Regions from separate parts of the Sus scrofa genome. Here region 1 is linked to region 2. The links are chromatin contacts, called in public HiChIP or PLAC-seq maps. All regions are on one chromosome and are shown on one strand. Each heading gives the region's core, a stretch centred on a gene start, on an enhancer-like site or on the middle of the called end of the contact. The rest is flanking DNA. Distances are from core to core; before and after follow the strand shown.

The links. HiChIP or PLAC-seq counts read pairs in DNA pulled down with a chosen protein or histone mark.
Region 1: an H3K27ac HiChIP or PLAC-seq map of alveolar macrophages shows a contact between it and region 2. The contact joins two enhancer-like sites. A contact is called at or near these places in 1 of 47 Hi-C or Micro-C datasets (embryonic fibroblasts) and 1 of 2 datasets of contacts at active chromatin or transcription factors (alveolar macrophages).

The regions. Positions count from the first base shown.
Region 1 is chr10:43,354,951-43,361,562 of Sscrofa11.1, reverse strand. All of the region lies in intron 17 of CUBN (cubilin), which reads left to right. Among named protein-coding and RNA genes, the nearest start is that of CUBN, 56 kb to the left of the region's middle. Within about 2 kb of position 3,677, at least 26 of the 83 cell types and tissues checked have an H3K27ac peak or open chromatin away from gene starts, as enhancers often do. A contact at or near this core is called in alveolar macrophages and embryonic fibroblasts, where this site is marked.
Region 2 is chr10:43,185,858-43,192,605 of Sscrofa11.1, reverse strand. All of the region lies in intron 49 of CUBN (cubilin), which reads left to right. Among named protein-coding and RNA genes, the nearest start is that of CUBN, 230 kb to the left of the region's middle. Within about 2 kb of position 2,480, at least 4 of the 83 cell types and tissues checked have an H3K27ac peak or open chromatin away from gene starts, as enhancers often do. A contact at or near this core is called in alveolar macrophages and embryonic fibroblasts, where this site is marked.

The DNA of each region.
Region 1 (6,612 bases), core at 2,428-4,927, 170 kb before region 2:
GAATAGATGAGTATGGCTGGCATCGAAAAGGAGAGGAAGAAAGAAACTAGAGTTAGACGGGAACTAGATTCTGCAGGGCTTTGTACATGGAGGTAAACAACTCAGTTTTGCTAAATGAAAAGAAATAATCAGAATGTTCTTAGCACAGTGCCTGGCCCACTGTGAATAGTTATTTAGTAACAGGTCACATGATGATGATTCTCTCTCTCTCTTTTTTTTTTTTTGGCTTTTTAGGGCCACACCCGAGGCATATAGAGGTTCCCAGGCTAGGGGTCAAATCAGAGCTGTAGCTGCCGGCCTACACCACAGCCACAGCAAAGCCAGATCCTTAACCCACTGAGCAAGGCCAGGGATCGAACCTACAACCTCATGGTTACTAGTCAGATTTGTTTCCACTGCACCACAACAGGAACTCCGTGACGATGATTCTCTTGATGATGATGGGAGGGGAAAGGCGGATAGGAGCGGGTGATGTATTGGCGTTTGCAGCCCTGTGGGAACACATTTCTAGGTAAAATTAGACATGTACCCCTGCTTTTAGAAAAGCAAGTTTTAAAAAATCTGATGAAGGATAAATGTACTTTATTGATAGAGATATTAGAAGCTCCACTGTTTTAAGAGGCAGAAAAAGCTTTAAAATTTTTACTAGGAAATCATGAAACATAATAATGAGTAACCAAGAATAATAACCTAAGAAAATACATTTTAGTTCTCGTGTGGCTTCTTTTATCTCTTATCCCCCTCCCTTTATTCCTTTTGGAAGGAGGCCACATCCCCCTTCTGTGCACCCAGATTAACCCAGGGCTAGTCTCCAGGATCAAGTCCTTATCTAGATAAGGGACATTTCAATCTGACACTTACTTCTCAAGAAGCCACATGTTAAACACCACTGTTTGGTAAGGTTCTGGTTTTGGCTCTTAGTTGGGTCCAGCCTAAGTGGCAGCATATTTAGTTTGCTTTGAATTGAGATTTAATACTTAACTAGATTTGTGAAATTGTTATGTAAAAACAAATTTGGATACATAGCAGATACAAACAAATAAGCACATTTAAGACTGGGCTTTGGACTGTTCACAATAGCCAAGACATGGAAACAACCTAAATGTCCATTGACAGATGAGTGGATTAAGATATGGTACATATACACAATGGAATACTACTCAACCATAAAAAAGAACAAAATAATGCCATTTTGCAGCAACACGGGTAGAACTTGAGACTCTCATACTAAGTGAAGTAAGTCAGAAAGAGAAAGACAAATACCGTATGATATCACTTATATCTGGAATCTAATATATGGCACAAATGAACATTTCAGAGAAAAGAAACTCGTCAACTTGGAGAAAAGACCTGTGGTTGCCAAGGGGGAGGGAGAGGGAGTGGGATGGAGTGGGAATCTGGGGTTAATAGATGCAAACTATTGCATTTGGAGTAGATAAGCAATGAGATCCTGCTGTATAACACAGGGGACTATACCCAGTCACTTGTGATGGAGCATGATGGAGGATAATGTGTGAAAAAGAAGATAGATGATAGATAGATAGATAGATAGATAGATAGATAGATAGATAGATGATGATAGATAGACAGATGGATGACTGGATCACTTTGCTGTACAGTAGAAATAGACAGAACACTGTAAATAGACTATAATGGAAAAAAACAAAAATCATTAAAAGCAAAAGACTGGACAGTGGGACCTGATCTATAACAGATATTAAAGCTTTTACTTCTGACCGGGCTCTAGACACACCTGACCTTTCATAAAAACTGTGTTCCTCAGTCCAGTTAATTTTAGCTTTTCCTATAGGACATGTTCCTTTGTCAGAACTAATTTTTATGTAAAAATATTTTGTGTGGGTCATTTGTCTTCAGGAACTAGATTCATCTGCTGAATGTAAAAATCAGAAGCCATTTGGGCTAGTCCGTAGGGCTAAAAATCATGGGTCACAGGTTATAAGTTGAGTCTCTGGGCCTGAAACAATCAGTGTTTGCTGAAGGACAAGGTAATCCATGAACAGTCTGGGCCTGTCCACACAGCACTAGAACTAGAACTGGTCCTTGTCCTTTCTGTGCAAATGTGACCCACAGTGAAGAATGGATCTGGGAGTGCCAGTTGTGGCTCAGTGGGTTAAGAACTCAACATAGTGTCCTGAGGATACAGGTTTGATCCCCTTCCTTGCTCAGTGGGTTAAGGATCCAGTATTGCTGCAAGTTGTGGTGTAGGTCGAAGATGCAGCTCAGATCTGGTGTTGCTGTGGCTGTGGTGTAGGCCTTCAGCTGCAATTCAGTTCCAAGCCTAGGAACTTCTATGTGCTGCAGGTACAGCCATAAAAAAAAAAAAAAAAAAAAAAAAAAAAAAAAAAAAAAAAAGGAGTGAATCTTGTGTATCTGGCATGAAGATGCCTCTACCAGTGGCCACAGCCTGGCTTCACCTGACTTCTTAAGAAAAAACAATATGTTAGTACCACCAAGCCTCAAATACAAGTCATCTTTCTCTAGGTTACATTGCAATAACAAACAGCCAGTAACAGTAAAGCAAATCCAAAGCAATAACAAAACATTTCTGAGGCTTACAACAAGGTGTATTTATTCACTCTGTTAACATGCTGGCTTGGGATCACTGAGCAGCTCTGCTGATCTGGTCCCTGTCCCAGCTGCCCTGGGACCCCAGCCCTTGGTCTTGTGAGAGCCCTTGGTCATCATGCAGTGACTCCCAAAGCTTCTTCTTAGAAGCCAGTTCATCACTTCTGCCCACCTTCTTTTGGGTAAAGCAAGCCTGATGGCCAAGCCCAGAGTCAGTGGGAGGGATAAATATTAATTCTCCATGTGGTAGCATCACGGGTCACAAGACGATGAGAGCCGATGTTCAGCCCTCTTTCAGGAGGGATGTAAATAATTAGGAAAAACAGCCCAGTCTATCCCAGTGCCCAGGCACAAAGGAAAGAGAGGGGTCTGTTATTGTGGGGGAGGAGGCAGCCTCACCAGGCCTGTGATATTGAATGCACGATATGCTGCAGGAGTCTTGGGGGTCACTTTAGAGTGTTTGGAGGTTGTGGTTACAGTCTTGCCTTATCTGGGGTCCAGGGAGAATACAGGCTTTCAGAATTAATAAGGTTTCATTTCCACAGAGAGAGAGAGAAACAGAGCCAAAATCCATTGTACCTTCTAGGGTTAAGGCCCTTGAGCCCTTTAAGTTCTTAAAACATTTGCACTGCAGCTGCCTTTCTCCTTGCTCAGGTCCTTGAATTTCATTAGGGAGGCCCAGGGGAGCAGCTCACTTTAGCTTGCTCTGCAGCTCTTTGGCTGTTTTTCTTCCTTCTTGTCATCTTCTAATGGGCAAACTAGAAAAGAGATACTACAGTCTTAGCAGAGTGAATGGCACCCTGGAGGATTCGAGAGCAGGAAGATAGCTTACTCTGTGTTTCATGCTTTCTGGTTTCCAAGCACTGCTGTATGTCTGCGGCGCGGACACAAATTGAGCCATCACACTGCACCTTAAAATTAATGAATCAGCAAGCCTCTGTCACACAGCTCTTTGCATAGTTCTGTGTCCGCTCCTGAAGGTGATACAGAAATTTCCTCTTTTCTCAGAGATTTGCTGTTTGGTTAGAGAGCTGGTTAGCATAACTTTATGGCAGGATGTGAAATTTGCACGGTAACTCCTAGAAAGGAACTGGTTCGAGATGAATCAGTGGAGAGGCATGTGATTTCCAGTGTCTGTGTAAGACTCTACCATATGGCGGTATCATGATTTATTTAATCACCCTCCTATTCTTAGACATGTGGAAGATTTCAGTTCTTGTTATTATACATTGTATTTTGGAGTTGCCTGGTGGCTCAGCAGGTTGAGGATCTAGCACTGTCACTGCTATGGCATGGGTTTGATCCCTGGCCCGGAAATGTTTGCATGCCGGCATCACTGCCAAAAAAACAAATAAAAAAAGAACGTACTTTGCTGTAGATCTTTGTGTGTCTTTGCTTGTATTTCGAACGGTTTCCTCAGGATAGAATGTTAGCAGGGAAGTTGCTAACATTGCAAAACTATGAACATTTCCAAGATTCCTGATCCATATTGTCCAATTATTTTCCAGAAATTTATACCAGTTATGGATCAGAGTAACGTGTTACTGTGTTACCAACTTTGAGAATCAGACTTTTAAGCCGCTCCCTTTACTGCCTGTTCATTAGATCTGGATACTCTTTCAAGTTTCAGCTTAAAAATGATTTCTGCTGAGAAATATTCTGTAGGAGTTCCAACTTTTTGGTTAAATCAGTGGTTCTCTCCACTATAAGACCTTCTTGTATCAACTTTATTCTGAAATGAAATGTATAGAGGATATAAGCTCACATTATGCATGTACTTTACATAAGTAAAAATAAAGTTGTACGTGTAAGATTTAGGAGAAGTAGAGCAAAGTAAAAAAAAAAAAAAATGTCAGTATGTTAAAAGCCTAGGCAAGCTGCACTAGTCATAAATCGTTTGCTCCCTGTACTGTTTGAATCCTGCAGTAAAAATGCAGGCCATGGCTCTGACATGGCTCTGTAGATTGGTGATGAATTTCCTGAAATGGTGACCAACTCTTGGCAGATTTCCAGGAGGAGGAAAAAAAAAAAAAAAAAAAGAACTTCTTTTGATTTACACTCTACTTGTAATCCTGGAAAATTCACTGTGTATTACAATTGGGCAAAAATATTTCGCATTTAGTACGTAAAATAGAGCTATAGCTCCAATTCGACCCCTAGCTTAGAAACTTCCATGTGCCATGGATTCAGACCTAAAAAGACAAAAATAAAAAATACAGCTAGATTTTACACATACATCTTTCACTGCAATGAATGTGACACAGGTCCTAGGCTAATCCTTGCTGTGTGTGACTGTGTCTTATATTTCCAGGTATCTTTGGTCTCCAGCTACAAATTGCAATAGGGTCCCACTGCCATCATGTTAATAATTAAAACAGGAGTTCCTGTTGTGGCTCAGTGGTTAATGAACCCGACTAGTATCCATGAGGACGAGGGTTCGATCCATGTCCTTGCTCAGTGAGTTAAGGATCCGGTGTTGCGGTGGCTGTGCTGTAGGCTGGCAGCTGTAGCTTCCATTGGACCCCTAGCCTGGGAACTTCCATGTGCTGTGGGTGCAGCCCTAAAAAGCCAAAAAAAAAAAAAAAAATTAAAACAAAACCAAAAAATGCCTTCACAAATTTCCAAAATGCCTAATTTGGTGCCTATTGAGCCCCATTCTGTTACGTAGTAATCCAGGAACCTGCACTTTCCTAAACATGACACTCATGCTTTAAAAAGATTGTGCTTGCTAGAGTTCCTGTGAGCAGCAACTGTCTTTCACAGTAGTATCACCAGCACAGGTCCCGGCAGCAATGGATTTACATTCGGATGGCTTGCTCTTCCAACATAATTCTACATAATATGGGTAGTAGGTATATCCACGGAGTAATTCCTGACTTGGGTGAAATACTTGTAGTGTTTTTACCTTTGAAAAGGGCAGGAATAACAATAGCTTTTCTTTAGTCTACATTTTCTAGGACTAGGCAAAATTCACACCTTTGTGCTTCGATAACTCCTTGAGCTCGGCTTAGATTTAGTAACTTGTTCGAAGTTATTAAGTGTAGGGGTTTGTAAATGACAGAGGTGGGCATTGAATCCAGTCTACGTGACTCTAGACTATGCTCGTGACCATAACTCTATAACACAGATATTGACTATTGATTTAAACTAGATGGCCATTATTATATGAAGGAAATTTTCTTTTGCTCCTTTCTAAAAGTTTTCTTCCTAATAAACAGGATGCTAACAAACTTTTTGACATCTAGAGAGACATATGATTTAGCTTTTTCGATCTTTTTTTTTTTTTGTCTTTTGTCTTTTTAGGGGTGCACCTGTGGCATATGGAGGTTCCCAGGCATATGGGGGTCGGATCAGAGCTGCAGCTGCTGGCCTACACCACAGCCACAGCAATGCCAGGTCTGAGCCACATCTGTAACACACACCACAGCTCATGGCAACACTGCATCCTTTACCCACTGAGTGAGGCCAGGGATAGAACCTGCGTCCTCATGGATGCTAGTCAGATTCATTTCCACTGAACCATGATGGGAACTTGAACTTAATGGGTCTTTTGGTGAGCTCAGTTTATAACTTGTAATTTCAAGCAATCCTTGTATTACTCTTCTCATTTGTATATATATGTATATATATACATATATATATGCCTAGAGTGAATTCATTTTTCTAGAACATATGTACACATATGTGTGTGTGTGTGTGTGTGTGTGTGTATGCCTAGAGTGAATTCATTTTTCTAGAACTGTATTTAGGAGTTTTGTATGCACATTAATAGGTGAGAACTACCTGTAGTTTTCCTTTGCATTATCTCTATTGGGATTTGGCAAGATAGTGCTGAGAAAAATTATCTGGGAATTGTTCCATTTTCCAAACTATATATGGAAATTATCTTTTCCTTAAAAGTAAAAAAGATAACTTACCAGCTAGAGCATCTTCTAGGAGGTGTTCCCTCCACCCCTTGGCTTATAGCCTATTCAGATTTTATTTTTCTTTTCCTTGAGATCATTTTAGTAATTTATATTTGTCTGG
Region 2 (6,748 bases), core at 1,231-3,730:
ACATTTTAGGAGTGATTGATCATTACAGGTAGCAAACCTGGGTAAACAGAGAAAAGTTAAGCCTATGGGTAACATGTCACTAAATGGGACCAGAGTGGCAGCACAAGCCGCCACCAAATGTGTTAAGCAGGTGAGTGCTCTCCTCTGCTGGACATTCCTAGTGACTCTTCTGGAAGATTGTGGCTCCCTGCTCTCCGGGTTGCCAAGCTCAGCCTTTGAGATTATGCCTTCAGCATTCCTAGCTTCCCCCAGCAAGTAAAGCAAATGAACCCCACGCTTGTTAACTGGGATGCCAGATGCGTGTGCACGTGTACTGGATTAATCGTAGATGAATATTGGTATATTTCTCCTCCCAGCTTGCTCTTTTTCCAAGTCTGTGTCATCTCAGTAAATAACTGTCCCAAACTTCTGGTGGCTCAGGTCCAAAGCCTTGATGTCTGTTCTGGGGTCCTTTCCCTCACACCTTGTACTATATCCACCAGCAAGTCTCAGTGGCTGGATCTTTAAGAAAGAACCAGAATCTGACTGTTACTGACCAGGGTTCTTGGCCTTCCTGAATCAAGATAAATTGATAAGAGGCCACAAAAGAAATTTTTTTTGGTATATTCTTGTCCATAATTCATCTCAGCTGCCCATGTACACAGTTGTTTTGAGTCCCTTATGGTTTCTTTGTATTTTGTTGCACGAGGAGATATTTGTCCAGGTCCAAGCCCTGCAGCAAAGGGTCCCAGGTCCCAGCCTGTCTCACCACTCCTTCTCGTTACCTCCGCATCCAGCACCATCACCACTCAGATTTATTACAATAACTCTCAACGGGTCTTCCTACTTCCACTCTTGTCTCTCTGCATCTCAGCACAGCAGCCAGTGCGATGAGTTTAAACCTATGTCACGCCATGTTGCCCTCCTTGAAAATCCTCTGATGGGCTCTCATCTGGCTCGGATGGAAGTCCCAAGTCTTCACAAAGGCCTGCCTGGCCTTGTATCATCTGCCGCCCCTTCCTTCTGCTACCCCCACGTCTCATCTCAATTCCCCCGCCCCCTGCTTGCTCACTGGGGTCCAGCTACCCTGGCCTCCTTTCTGTTCCTGGACTGTACTGAGATGCTCCCACAGCCAACTTCCCATGCACTGTGGGATCTGTCTGGAATGCTCCTCCCCAGTGCCTGCCTCAGTTCACTCTGGGCTCTGCTCCAATGATCATGAGGCCTTCCCTGAGCCCCTGCATGAAATAGACCCCACCCCACCTGGTCTGGCCCTCTCCCTGCATTCTTGGTTTCACTGCACACCCAGCTGACAGTCCACATATATGTTTGTCTGTGTATCGGCTGCTCCCCCGACTAGGATGGAGGGCACCATTGAGACGTGTGCTTAGTTTTGTTCCCTGCTGCATCCCCAGTGCCTGGCACGTAATAGACACAGCAGTTGTTGAAGGAATCATTAGTAGAAGGAATATCATTATCCTTTTCAAGAACAAGCTCCTTTTCTTTTCAGTTGCCTTGTCTCCTGCTGGGGAGTGAAATTCAAAAAATATGGAACATCTCTGTATTACTCTCTCTTTGTATTGCCCTAAAATGATCGTATTCAAGCCTCAAAAATCTTCAAATTTTACTCCTTCGTTCTAACATCTGAAGGATTGAAATGTTGTCTTTTATCAGATATTGGAAATCATGGAACCCAGTATGTTGTCTTTTATCCAGAAGCCAGAACATTTGGGACTAAGCTTGCTGATTTTAAAGGGACTTTTTTTTCCTATTGTTAAATGAATAATACAGAGACAAGAATGAAGTAGGGAAAAAAATTCACCATTCATACTATATCATATTTTAAAGCATTTTCTTATCTTTGCTTGGGCAGTGAATACTATTATGTAGTTGTAAGTGACAGAAATTCACTTGTATACTAATTTTCATCAATTTCTCTCATTATAAATATAATGGATGCTATTGAATGCTATTTGGAGAGTTCAGAAAATAAAAAAATATAAAAATACTTGGAATTACACAGCCATTACTAAATTTTGATGCCTATGCTAACAGTTTTTGGTTTTTTTTTTTTTCCTTTGAGGTCCTACTGAAATATAATCCTTCACAATCTTTTTTTTTTTTTTTTTTTTTTGTCTTTTTTTTTAGGGCCACACCCATAGCACATGGAGGTTCCCAGGCTAGGGGTTGAATCAGAGCTATAGCCGCCACCGGCCTATACCACAGCCACAGCCACAGCAAGACGGGATCCAAGCCATGTCTGTGGCCTACACCATAGCTCTTGGCAACACTGGATCCCTAACCCACTGAGAGAGGCCAGGAATCAAACCCACATACTCAATGGATGCTAGTCAGTTTCTTTAACCGCTGAGCCATGATGGGAACTCCAGTCCTTTGGAATCTTAGCAGCAGAATATTCTCATGCTCTACAGGAAGGATAATATGAAAAGTCATAGTTTCAGAACTCAACTAAAAAATAAATTTACGGCATCAACCACAAATTCTGAATCATGTCTTACTTCTCATTTCCCCATCTCTGAATCATAGATGCCAAAGGCACCCACTTTGAACTCTTTCAGCTACTTCTTTTGGTATTTATGTTGTTATTTCAAAATAATATCCCTCTTCTACACTTTCTCTGTTTTTTCTCTCTTAAGCATTATCTATTTATTTTTTTATTTTATTTTATTTTCCCACTGTACAGCAAGGGGATCAAGTTATCCTTACATGTATACATTACTTTTTTTTCCCCCACCCTTTGTTCTGTTGCAACGTGAGTATCTAGACAAAGTTCTCATTGCTATTCAGCAGGATCTCCTTGTAAATCTATTCTAAGTTATGTCTGATAAGCCCAAGCTCCCGATCCCTCCCACTCCGCCCCCTCCCATCAGGCAGCCACAAGTCTATTTTCCAAGTCCATGATTTTCTTTTTCAACTTTGCAAGATAAAGATTTAGCTGTCTTCAGACACCTCCGTACCATTACTGCAAATGCACACAGGGTCGTGTTCAGTTCACTTCCCACCGCCACCCCCAACTTCCTCCCCAAATACTCTCAGAGATGCTGTTTAAACTGTCATTCTTTGTTTGCATTACTTTGGTTATAGGGACTACTCCCACTTAAGCCAGGTCGTGTACTGTTGTAGCATTTGCTTTTGTTTTTTGGAGAAATAATCATAATTGTATCCTTTTTACACTTTTGTTGTTTTTTTTTTTTTTTTTTTGGTTTTCTGTGTATCTGTCACTAATTCTTCCACACTCTTTCCACTCCGGGTGTACATCCCCCGCCTTATATAATAAAACGCCTCTATTGGTTCCATTCGTTTTCCTTAGCAATGCTTTCCTAGAGCCTTTGCCCATCAGCTGCCAGCCTGATTCCCGCTGCCATGTCCAGAGCTCCCAGACTCATCAAATCTGCAAGTCCCTTCCTGCCACTCCTGGGCTGGGCTTTATGATATGTGCATTTCCCCTTCTTGGTTAATTTCCTCTTTTCGGTGAGGCACAGGCTCTTGTGGCTCCCTAAGGACGTGGGCATGGGTGATTATGCTTTTGAGGACGTGCATACCTGTAATTATCATTTCACCATCATTTTTTGACTATCAGACGATATCATATATATTCAATATCTTCACCTACATATGTGAATATTTTCGTCATAATTTCGAAGCTTTTTGTAGTGGCTCTTTGGGGGTCCATTTCCTTTAGGTTCCTCTTTCCTATTTACTTCCATTTGTCTCTGCCTTTTACATTGGATGGTTCCCTAAATGTGTGATCACCCTTGGCTGTTCATTCATATTTAAGAATGTAGTACTGGGACTTCCCGGTGTGGCCCAGTGGAAATGAATCCGACTAGTATCCAGAGGATGCGGGTTCAATCCCTGGCCTCGCTCAGTGGGTCAGGGGTCTGGCATTGCCGTGAGCTGTGGTGTAGGTCACAGACGTGGCTTGGATCTGGCATTGCCGTGGCTGTGGTGTAGGCCGGTGGCTGTAGCTCCGATTAGACCCCTAGCCTGGGAACTTCCATATGCTGCGGGTGTGGCCCTTCAAAAAAAGAATGTAGTACTAAAAACTTGCTGAGGATCTCTGTGTGCATGGCCAGGGGCTGTCAGCTTGAGAGGTTCACAGGAGGTGACCAAGGTGGGGACTTGACTATTGAAATAGGGGAGACTACAGATGTCATATTACAGGTCCATTCTCCTGGGGAAGTTAAAGCTCCATCAGAGAATCACTTCATTTCCGAATCTTTAATGCAATGCCCACATTCCCTTCCTTTGAAATATATTTTTGGACCCAGAGCACATGGAAGTTCCCAGGCCAGAGATCACATCCATGCCACAGCAGTGACCTAAGCCACAGCAGTGACAACGCCAGACGCTTAACCCACTGAGCCACCAAGGAACTCCTGACACAACTTTTTTTTTTTTTTTTTGTCTTTTTGCTATTTCTTTGGGCCACTTCCGCGGCATATGGAGGTTCCCAGGCTAGGGGTCGAATCGGAGCTGTAGCCCCTGGCCTACACCAGAGCCACAGCAGTGTGGGATCCCAGCCGCGTCTGCCACCTACACCACAGCTCACAGCAATGCCGGATCGTTAACCCACTGAGCAAGGGCAGGGACCGAACCTGCAACCTCATGGTTCCTAGTCAGATTCGTTAACCTCTGCGCCACGACAGGAACTCCCTGGCACAACTTTTTGTAGGTTCAGTGTTTGTTTTGTTTCCCTTTCATACTGCTCCCAACAAGGGGATGTGGCTTGCCCTCTATTTGGTTGAGAATGTGTCTGAAAGAAGGGAGGGAAGAAGGAAAGACAGAAAGAAGGAAGGAGAAAGGGAAAGGAGGAAGGGAGAGAGAAGGGAGGGATGCATCCTATGATCCACAGGTTGTACAAGGGCTGATGCAAGCATCTAGCTTCTGGACTAATACCTGTCCTCTAGCCTGAGCATCCTGTCCTCCAGTCCTCTAGATGGAGACGAGGAAAAGACCATCCTGGGTGCACTCTCGTGAGATGTATGCCAGCTTCTATTCCTGCTTTTAGCAAGTTTTAGAGCTTGCCCTGAATCTCATATACCTACCTCCTACCCTGTTGTTTGCAGGAAGTTATACAAACAGGCGTAGAGGAGGATCATGGAAACAGCACTCTGGTTGGTTCTAAAAGCAGGAGTCACATGATAAATGGATGCCTCACAATTTTTAGTCGCTGTGATTCTAAGCCCAGGGCAGATGTTGGGAAGGGATAAAGGCCATCGATCGTGGTTTGGCACATACACCGTTAGCCTTGCAGTTGCTAATAATCCCTTTTGATGCTGGCAGTGTGTTGCCCCTTCCTGTTTTCAGTATGATCGAAATACTCATCACTTTCTGTTTCCTTATGCATTACTCGGGGATTTGGAATCGAAGGGATAATTTGCATCCCAATTTCCTGATGACTGGCCCTTTGAACCTCGGCATAGTGTGCAATCGTTCAGAAGTCCAGTGTCTTAATCTGCACAACCAGGGTAATAGTATATGTCTGAGAGGTTATGTTGCTAATTGGATAAGGCAATCCAAGTGAGTTATTAGCTGAGTCTGGCATTTTGTCCATGCACAGTAAGTGATAGGAAATGCTGTGTCTGGGCCTATGAGCCGGAAGGCACTTTAAACCAGAAGCCCTCAAAGAGCTAAACTGAATGATCAATTACAGTGAACAAAAAAGCTGACATCTTTTGTTACGGAATACCTTATCCTTCTCCATAACTCTTAGTGTCATACTTTGCCTCATGATTTCTAACCGTGAACCATTCAAATCCTTTTTAAAAACAGCAATATCAATCACTCAATCAGTTATTGTTCAGTTACTTCTGGATCTTTCTTGAGCTATGCTAAAATAGCCCCTTGGTTTTCTACAGAAGAAGACTGGCCAGTTATAATAACAATGTGCCTAACTAGAGTTCTTCATATTTCAGAGTCCATAATACTCCAATACGTTTTTAAAAGAGTCAAACTAGTAAGAAAATGGAAGCTTTGAATCCATAAAATCCAAAAATCCATTTTTTTCATTTTTTAAAGTTTTATTGAAATAGATTTACAAAGCTGTGTTCATTTCTGCTATACAACAAAATGATTCCATTATACATGTACACACAGCCATTCTCTTTCAGATTCTTCTCCTATATAGTCTGTCACAGAATATTGAGTAGAGTTCCCTGTGCTCTGTAGCAGGTCTCCGTTGGCCAGTGATTCCATATACTTCAGCGTGCATATGCCAATCCCACACCCCTAGTAATTAGGAGAGAACTATTTTATTAAGATTGAGATTGTAGGAGTTCCCGTCGTGGCTCAGTGGTTAACGAATCTGACTAGGAACCATGAGGTTTCGGGTTCGATCCCTGGCCTCACTCAGTGGGTTATGGATCTGACACAGCCATGAGCTGTGGTGTAGGTCACAGATGCAGCTCAGATCTGGCATTGCTGTGGCTCTGGCGTAGGCCAGTGGCTACAGCTCCGATTAGACCCCTAGCCTGTGAACCTCCACATGCTGCAGGAGCGGCCCTAGAAAAGGGCAAAAAGACAAAAAAAAAAAAAAAAAGGATTGAGATTGTGGATCAGCAGTAACGAATCCAACTATATCCATGAGGATATGGGTTTGATCCTTGGCCTCGTTCAGTGGGTTAAGGATCTGGTGTTGCAGTGAGCTGTGGTGTAAGTCCCAGATGCAGCTCGGATCTACGGTTGCTGTGGCTGTGGCATAAGCTGGTGGCTACAGCTCCGATTCGACCCCTAGCCTGGGAACTTC